2 separate regions of the Triticum aestivum genome follow, and region 1 is linked to region 2. A link is a contact called in public Hi-C data. All regions are on one chromosome and are shown on one strand. The core of a region is the stretch at or near the end of the contact, and the rest is flanking DNA. Distances in the headings are between cores, read along the strand shown. Region 1 holds the start of LOC123121556 (2Fe-2S ferredoxin). Region 2 holds the start of LOC123121555 (respiratory burst oxidase homolog protein E).

The links. Hi-C and Micro-C count contacts between places; a contact is called where the count stands out from the background.
Region 1: a Hi-C map of leaf shows a contact between it and region 2, with 4 times the contacts expected there. The contact joins the promoter of LOC123121556 here to the promoter of LOC123121555 in region 2. A contact is called at or near these places in 3 of 5 Hi-C or Micro-C datasets (all in leaf) and 1 of 1 datasets of contacts at active chromatin or transcription factors (leaf).

The regions. Positions count from the first base shown.
Region 1 is chr5D:332,829,561-332,833,612 of IWGSC CS RefSeq v2.1, reverse strand. It overlaps LOC123121556 (2Fe-2S ferredoxin), which reads left to right and starts at 1,923. Exons shown (of 8, transcript XM_044541563.1): 1 at 1,923-2,526; 2 at 3,437-3,498. The coding sequence starts at 2,472. TRNAA-CGC (transfer RNA alanine (anticodon CGC)) reads left to right here and starts at 1,418; the gene lies at 1,418-1,490.
Region 2 is chr5D:332,663,865-332,667,679 of IWGSC CS RefSeq v2.1, reverse strand. It overlaps LOC123121555 (respiratory burst oxidase homolog protein E), which reads left to right and starts at 1,843. Exons shown (of 12, transcript XM_044541558.1): 1 at 1,843-3,175; 2 at 3,334-3,382; 3 at 3,646-3,759. The coding sequence starts at 2,226.

The sequences.
Region 1 (4,052 bases), core at 674-3,173, 170 kb before region 2:
CTCTGCTCCGCGGCGTGAGGGGCTCAGGAGGAGCTGGGATGAGGTGCTGCTGCACGGGAAGGTGCTGCACAAGGGGTCCGGTGGCGCGGATCTGTCGCCGGGAAGTTGCGCGACGGCGCGGTGAGGGGCTGCTGCTCAGGCGGCATGGTGGAGCGGCTTCGCTGTGAGGATGCAGGAGCAACAGCTTCGGATCTGCTCGGATTCAGGCGGAGACGGTGGACGTCGACCATGGGATTGTGTGCTGTGCAGTGCTCCGGATCTGCTCGGATTCGGAGGTGTAGAGGAGCTCCGGGCCAAAGTTCAGCACTGACCTTGGGTCGGTGCCGGCAACATCGGTGCCATGGCCATGTTGTCGTTCCCCTTTTTGAAGGTGTTGCCGTGGAGCTCCATTACATGACTCTCCGGGAGAAATCCCTAGCTTCGGATGGTCGAAGCGGGCGATGACGGCGGCTACGTCGTTTCCTTCTTTGAGGCATCGCCTTTGGAGAGTCAGCATGTTGCAGTTTGCACGGATCTCTTCATCGTCGGGGACGGTGGACGTCGGGGCGGCGGCTCCGGGTGGTTTCTGATTGTGCGTCGAGATGGCGATCTCGGGAACAATGTGAGTGACAGCTCTATGAGGTGGGGCTCTATCTCGACATTGGTTGGGTGGCATCCTTGTCCCGCTTGGGCGGTAGGGGTGTCGGCTCGGTCGATGCGCCCAGAGGGGGCGGTCTGACTTTATGTCGGGGCGGCGGCCCCGGATGTGGTGCGACGTTCGTGGTCTGCGAGCGGTTGCCCTGAGCAGCGTGGGCTGCGGGCAGCTGGGTTGTGCGGCGTTGCTGGTCGAGGGGAGCGGTGGTATGTCGGGGCGGCGGTGCCGGTTGATTGCGCTGAGCGCGACGGAGCGGTGGATGTCGGGGCGGCGGCCCCGAGAGAATCTCTGTGGCGACCAGACTTTCTGTGGCAACGATGATGGTGGGAGCGATGTCGGCGACGCGGCAATGGTTAGGGTAGTCGACTCTTCTCCGGCGTGTCCACGGTTTTGCCTCGGTTTGCTTGTTGCTGTGGAGTCGAAGCTGCGGCGGCGGGGCCCTGTGGTGTACGATGACTGGCTGCAGTGGCCCTTTCGGAGATCTTCCGTGGCGCCAGCCGTGCCTGGTTTTGTTTTTCTGAGTTCTCCGTCAGAGTCGGAGCTGCGTTGTCTGGCCGTAGGTCGATTTGTCGTCGATTAGGGTGGGCTTTGCCCTGTGTGTTTCAGTCTATGGAGTGGACCTGGCCCTTGTTGTTCCGGTTTTCCATAATTAACTGGGCAATTCTCTTCTACTTAATTAATAGATGAGGCAATCTTTGCCTCCGTTTCAAAAATAAATGGACCTAACCTCTCAGTTCTTAATTGAAACGAATATTAAGCTTTAGATCTCGCATTCGTCAGCTTGGGGACGTAGCTCATATGGTAGAGCGCTCGCTTCGCATGCGAGAGGCACGGGGTTCGATTCCCCGCGTCTCCATTTTCGTTTTTCTTCCTTAAATCAGATTGCCGAATTTTGGGATCCGTTTTTTTGAGACATTCGAGGATCAGTTTCTTTATCGAGATTTGGGTCAATATAAGCTGGAGAAATGGCCCAACTATAAGATTCGCATAAAACTGTTCAGTTGGGCTACCCTCCCGGCCCAGCTGCTCGGCCCGCGCTCTCTACTTCCTTCTCAAGCGAAGCCGAACCCCTCTTCCTCCTCCGCTGATCCTCCCAAACCCGCGCCCCGAATCTGCTGCCGCCGCTGCGTCCGTCTCGGTTTTGCCCCTCCGGTGAAGATGCTGTCAAGGATCTCCCGCCTCGGCGTCCACGCCCTGAGCCGGGCGAGGCTAGGTTTGCTTCTCCTCCCCACTCCACCGTCGCCCATCGGCTTCGCGATTTCATTTGCCTCCGCTGCGGCGTTGTTTTATTTGGAGTATGTCTCGGTTAGAACTAGAGGGCATCGAGCGCGTGATTCCTGATTCCTGAGTTGCTCACGAACTACTCCGTGGGTTTTCCTCGTGGTCACCTGGGGTGCCCTGTCAAATTTGTGCTGAGCCCAGCGTGCTACTTGCCCCGGGTGTTAATTCCAGGTCATTCGGATGCAATGACGCGCCTAGTTTCGAGTTTGTGGATGCGGTCAGGCTGATGATTAGTTGATTGACATCTGGGAGCAAATGCGAGGTGCTTTGATGAAGTAGCTACTAGCAGCAGCAGCAGCAGCATCGAGGGGATATACCTGTTGGTTGTGGCCACACTGATTTCCTGCTATTTGGTCACGCAGAGTTAATCCTACATCTGGTAGTTGGCACGGAGGCACTAGTTAGTGGGTTTTTTGTATTTCCTGTGGATTGGTGTCTGTTTTAAGGAATGTGGGCAGTATCTTCTGTAAGAGTGCTTTCTAGCTCTTCTGTAAGAGTGTTTTAAGGAATCTGCTGCCGCCGCTGCGTCCGTCTCGGTTTTGCCCCTCCGGTGAAGATGCTGTCAAGGATCTCCCGCCTCGGCGTCCACGCCCTGAGCCGGGCGAGGCTAGGTTTGCTTCTCCTCCCCACTCCACCGTCGCCCATCGGCTTCGCGATTTCATTTGCCTCCGCTGCGGCGTTGTTTTATTTGGAGTATGTCTCGGTTAGAACTAGAGGGCATCGAGCGCGTGATTCCTGATTCCTGAGTTGCTCACGAACTACTCCGTGGGTTTTCCTCGTGGTCACCTGGGGTGCCCTGTCAAATTTGTGCTGAGCCCAGCGTGCTACTTGCCCCGGGTGTTAATTCCAGGTCATTCGGATGCAATGACGCGCCTAGTTTCGAGTTTGTGGATGCGGTCAGGCTGATGATTAGTTGATTGACATCTGGGAGCAAATGCGAGGTGCTTTGATGAAGTAGCTACTAGCAGCAGCAGCAGCAGCATCGAGGGGATATACCTGTTGGTTGTGGCCACACTGATTTCCTGCTATTTGGTCACGCAGAGTTAATCCTACATCTGGTAGTTGGCACGGAGGCACTAGTTAGTGGGTTTTTTGTATTTCCTGTGGATTGGTGTCTGTTTTAAGGAATGTGGGCAGTATCTTCTGTAAGAGTGCTTTCTAGCTCTTTGTCAAGACAACTGATGCGGTGTCTCATTGCTCACCCTGATTATGGGGTCTACAAATATGCAAGTTGGATTGGCCTGCTCAGTTTTCCATAATAACATGTAATGTTTGTTTATGTGTTTTTTAAGGTGAACCATACTATTCAAGATGTTCCCCTTTTATGTTTAGATATACATTTTGGAAGAAATGTATGTTTAGTTATTCTTGGTATGTGAGCCTAGGGTCTGTTTAGTTATTTTTGACTAGCGCTTTAAGTAAATTTTAAGAGAACACATTCTTTAGACTGGCATGCTTGTCTGTTTGTTATGGCCATCTTTCGTTTCTCTATGTCCACTGAATTATTCTGACATTTATCAGGTCAAAAGTCAGTAACTTCAAGGAATCAGGAAGAACCCATCAGAGCCTGTATGAACTATGTGGTCAGCTCTCTCTCTCTCTCTCTCTCTCTCTCTCTCTCTCTCAAATGTTGCATTGTTAACTTGCCTACATTTACTGCCAACTTATACAAAGGAGTTTCCCTGGTTGCTGGAACTGTCCATTTGCTAGGCCTTCAAGCATTTTTTTTGCAGGGAATTTCTTCGAGCAATCCTAACTGTGCCGTTAACCTGCAGAACTTGTTAATCTTTGCTTTGGTACACCCCCCTTAAAAGTTTGCACAAATCTTAAAGTTACTTAAAAAGGCTATCCTCATATTAGTTTCATAGTTTGCAGATCTAACGTATTGAATAGATTGATTTGGATAAAAAAAAATATTATCCTTTTTCATATAAAGGGTACCTTCTAATCTCCACCTTTAATCTGCATTGAAATCCATAAACTTTTCTAGGGGGGTGTACTGAAGCAAAGTTGACTATATAGTTTTCATACTTATCAGATATCGATGTTTGAAAAGATGTGCAGATATACAGATCTCGTGTCTCTGCTTTACTTTTTTTTAATTTATTTAAAATGAAAAATATAATGTAGAGAAACT
Region 2 (3,815 bases), core at 594-3,093:
TCGGCCCCTCAAACACCCGCGGACGCGTCCGGGCGCGTCCGCGGGCACTGACCGAACACCCCTCAAAAATGCGTCGTCCACATCTGTGTAACTCATATCCGAACCCCGATATCCATACTAAATCGTGCAACGTCGATCAAACTACGTAGATCGGCTGGTCGGACATAGAATCAGACATAGGATAGCACAACGGTTCACCAAAAGATCACGAACGGCTGATCATAGGTCCACCAAAGTTCACATAAACGACGGACAACTTCATACTACATCTAATACTTGAAATGAAATTGAACTTCACCACTTCCGGGCCGACCCTTTCCCCTTCTGGTCGCCGGCGTAGCTGTAGCCGTTGGCGGCTGGTGGAGGATCATCCGATTCGTCGAACGAGGAGCCGTCATCGTCGGACGAGGAGGAGGAGGAGACGATGACGAGGCCCTTGAGGCGCTAGACGGCCCGGTCCTGCTGGCGCCTGAGCTTGGCCAACTGAGCCGCCTCTGTCGCCTTCTCCTTCGCCTCCCGCTCGGACCGCTCGATGGCAAGCCGGAGAGCCTTCGCGTTCTTCCGACGGAGCCGCCGAGCGTCCATCTCCGCCGTCGTAAGCGACCGGCGGTAGACCAACGCTAGGAGCTGCTCGTCCTCGTCGGGCTCTGCCGGTAACCCACGGCGGCGGCGGACAGAGCTCTCCGCAGTGTTCCTCTCCCTTGCTCGCTGCCTCTCGCGGCGGGCGGCGCGGCCCACCGACTCCGGCGTGCATGTCCGTGCCAGCGTGGCGGGCACAAGCACCCACCACTGCCCATGAGCGGGAGCAGCAGCCGGCGGGGCCAGGTGACGTCGTAGGGCAGGCGTGGATTGCGCAGGCCGCCTGTTGGAGCTGCCCCCGGGCAGGGAGGGACCAGTGCCGGTGTCCGAGCTGCGTCGACGGGGAAGCTGCGGCTGCGGCGAGGCTGCAGACCCGGAGCTGCCCCCGGTCTCCACCTTGGACCACTCCAAGGCGATGCGGAGGGCAAGCTCATACTCCGGATCCAGCTCGTCGTCGGAGCGGCTGTCGGAGCTCGACATTGCGCCGGATTCGATCGGAATCGGTGCGGGGAGAGGAGAGGACGTAGCGAGAGAGGAGAGTGAGTGAGCTAAAGTTTCGGAGCGATGAGGCTGATGCGGTTTTCTGTGGGACATCCGTGGGGTCGGTGATGGGCCGGACTTGTCAGGCGGACGTGCCCGGACGTGTTCGGACCGCCTCATATCCGCCATATATTTGGGACAGATATGAGGGGTGCCGGTCGGTCCGGGCGTTTGAGGCCTGTTTGAGAGCTTCGGCTGGGTCGGTATTTTGTGACCGGTCAGCGACCGGACGGCCTGCCGGACGTATGTAACGGCTATAGGGCGCCCCGGCTGTAGATGCTTTAAGCTCCTGTTGCAAGAAAAAAATGCCAAAAAACACTTCAACTATTCAAAGTTTTTTTAGGTGAACTATTCAAAGTTGCAACAACAGTCTCCCTCCGAATCAACGGTCCCCCTATCTTCTCCCGTTTAACCCACACGGCGACAGTCGACGGTCGCCAGGCGCGGCCGTCGGGTGCTTCCTCCTTCCAGTCCACTTCATTTTTACCCATTTGGAAGCATCTGAGATTCCGGGACCGAACGCGGTCCGGTCCACGTTCCACAGTCTACACTCTACTCCGCCCCACCCCACCCCACACCGACCGCCCAGCCGCGCGCACGCAGGTTGCCGCCGCACCGAGCACAGCAGCGCTCGCCCCAGGCCAAACCCGTGGCACCCGCAGCTCGTTTCTGGAGGACGACGAGCGGCGCAACAACGGGCAGTAGGAAAGATAAAATGCGTCACCCTTTCGTATAAAGATAAAGCGTTGGCCCGAGGCAGCGGCAAACCCGAGCACCGCTCCGCACCGCACCGCGAAGCCGAGCGAAACCGCGAGCGCGCGCCCGCCCGCGTGCATGCGCGCTGCCGACGAATAGAAGGAGATAGAGGTGGTCACCGCGCCAGAGGTGATCACCGTCCCGCGGCGGGCGCGCGGGCGTACGACAAGCCGAGCCAGCCCACGGTGCGCGGCGGGGAGGGGAGCCGAGCTTGCGTATCATAATACTACAGGCGGACGCACCGCAACTACCATTGCAGCCCCCACCGAGAGCAGCCCCGGGTTATTTTTATTCTTCTTCTTCTTCCTCCTGCACGTCTCGCGGGCGGGCGCGGGGCGCGGGGAGCGGCCATGTGGACGCCGTCGCGCGGGAGCAACGCGCGGCGGGCCGGCCACCGGCGCATCGCGGAGTGCCTCGCGGACGACCAGACCACCAACACCGACACCTCCGACAACGAGTCCTTCACCACCGCCTATGGGGACGAGTTCTTCGCCGCGGCCGCCGGGGGGAGCGGGGGCGGGGGCATGCTCCCGGCATTCCTCGCCGACCAGGAGGACCTGGTGGAGGTCATGCTGGAGCTGGACGAGGAGTCCATGGTGGTGCGCAGCGTCACGCCCACCAGGGCCGCGCTCTACAGCGCCGCCGCGATGCCGCACACGCCGGAGGCGCCGGGGGGAGGAGCTGGCGGCGCCCTCAGCCGCTGCTCGTCCACGTCCTCGCGGATACGGAAGAAGTTCGCGTGGCTGCGCTCGCCGTCCCCCGCGCCCTCGCCCTCGCCGCGCGTGCCCACGCCCGCCGAGCTGCAGCGGGAGGCGGCCATGGCGGCCCGCGAGCGGCGCCGCATCCAGGCGCGGGTCAACCGGTCGCGCGCCGGCGCCAAGCGCGCCCTCAAGGGCCTCCGCTTCATCAGCCGCACCACCGGCTCCCTGGAGGCCGCCGAGCTCTGGCGCCGCGTGGAGGAGCGCTTCAACGCCCTCGCCCACGACGGCCTCCTCTCCCGCGACAACTTCGGCGAATGCATCGGTACTACACCATCCCACCCCACTCTGTTTCTTTCTTGGCAACAACTGCGCTCTGTACCCCCATCCCATTGTGCAACCATTAATGGCGATGTTCTTGGCCATGCCTGTGGATCATCAGGAATGGTGGACTCCAAGGAGTTCGCGGAGGGCATCTTCGACGCGCTGGCGCGGCGGCGGCGGCAGAACCTGGAGCGGATCACCAAGGAGGAGCTCTACGACTTCTGGCTCCAGATCTCCGATCAGAGCTTCGACGCGCGGCTCCAGATCTTCTTCGACATGTAAGCGCCACCGGAACCGAATTCCCCACCCATACATTTTCCTTCACCGGATCCCAAGCAACCGCTTTAGTCGGCCATTCTCCCGGCTTCCGATGCAAGCTCTCGCGTCCCAGATTCTCGATGCTCATTCTTCTTGTTTTGCCCCAAATTCAACTCAGGGTGGACACCAACGTGGACGGGAGGATCACGAGGGAGGAAGTACAGGAGGTGATGACTTGTTTAAACGCTTTTCCTCGACTCCTTTTGCTGTGTTCATTTCTCCATTACCAGCGTTTAAGAAGCTTCTTCTGTGCGCCCGGCTCCAATTACAGTCACGCTTGCTGTTACTGTTACTACTTAGTTAATTACTGCTGCGGTAACTGTCACGGCTTTGCTGTTACTTTCACGTGCTCTGCTTCTGCCTCACTCATCAAGTCCAAAGTAGTAAAAAAATTCTCACTGAATAAACTTTGGTCGTCTTCTCCGAGCAGCTGATCGTTCTGAGCGCGTCGGCGAACAAGCTCGCGAAGCTCAAGGAGCAGGCGGAGGAGTACGCGTCGCTCATCATGGAGGAGCTCGACCCGGAGAACCTCGGCTACATTGAGGTGCGTACAATACGTGTACCTGCACGACTTAATTGTACATGACGTACGCGGGTACG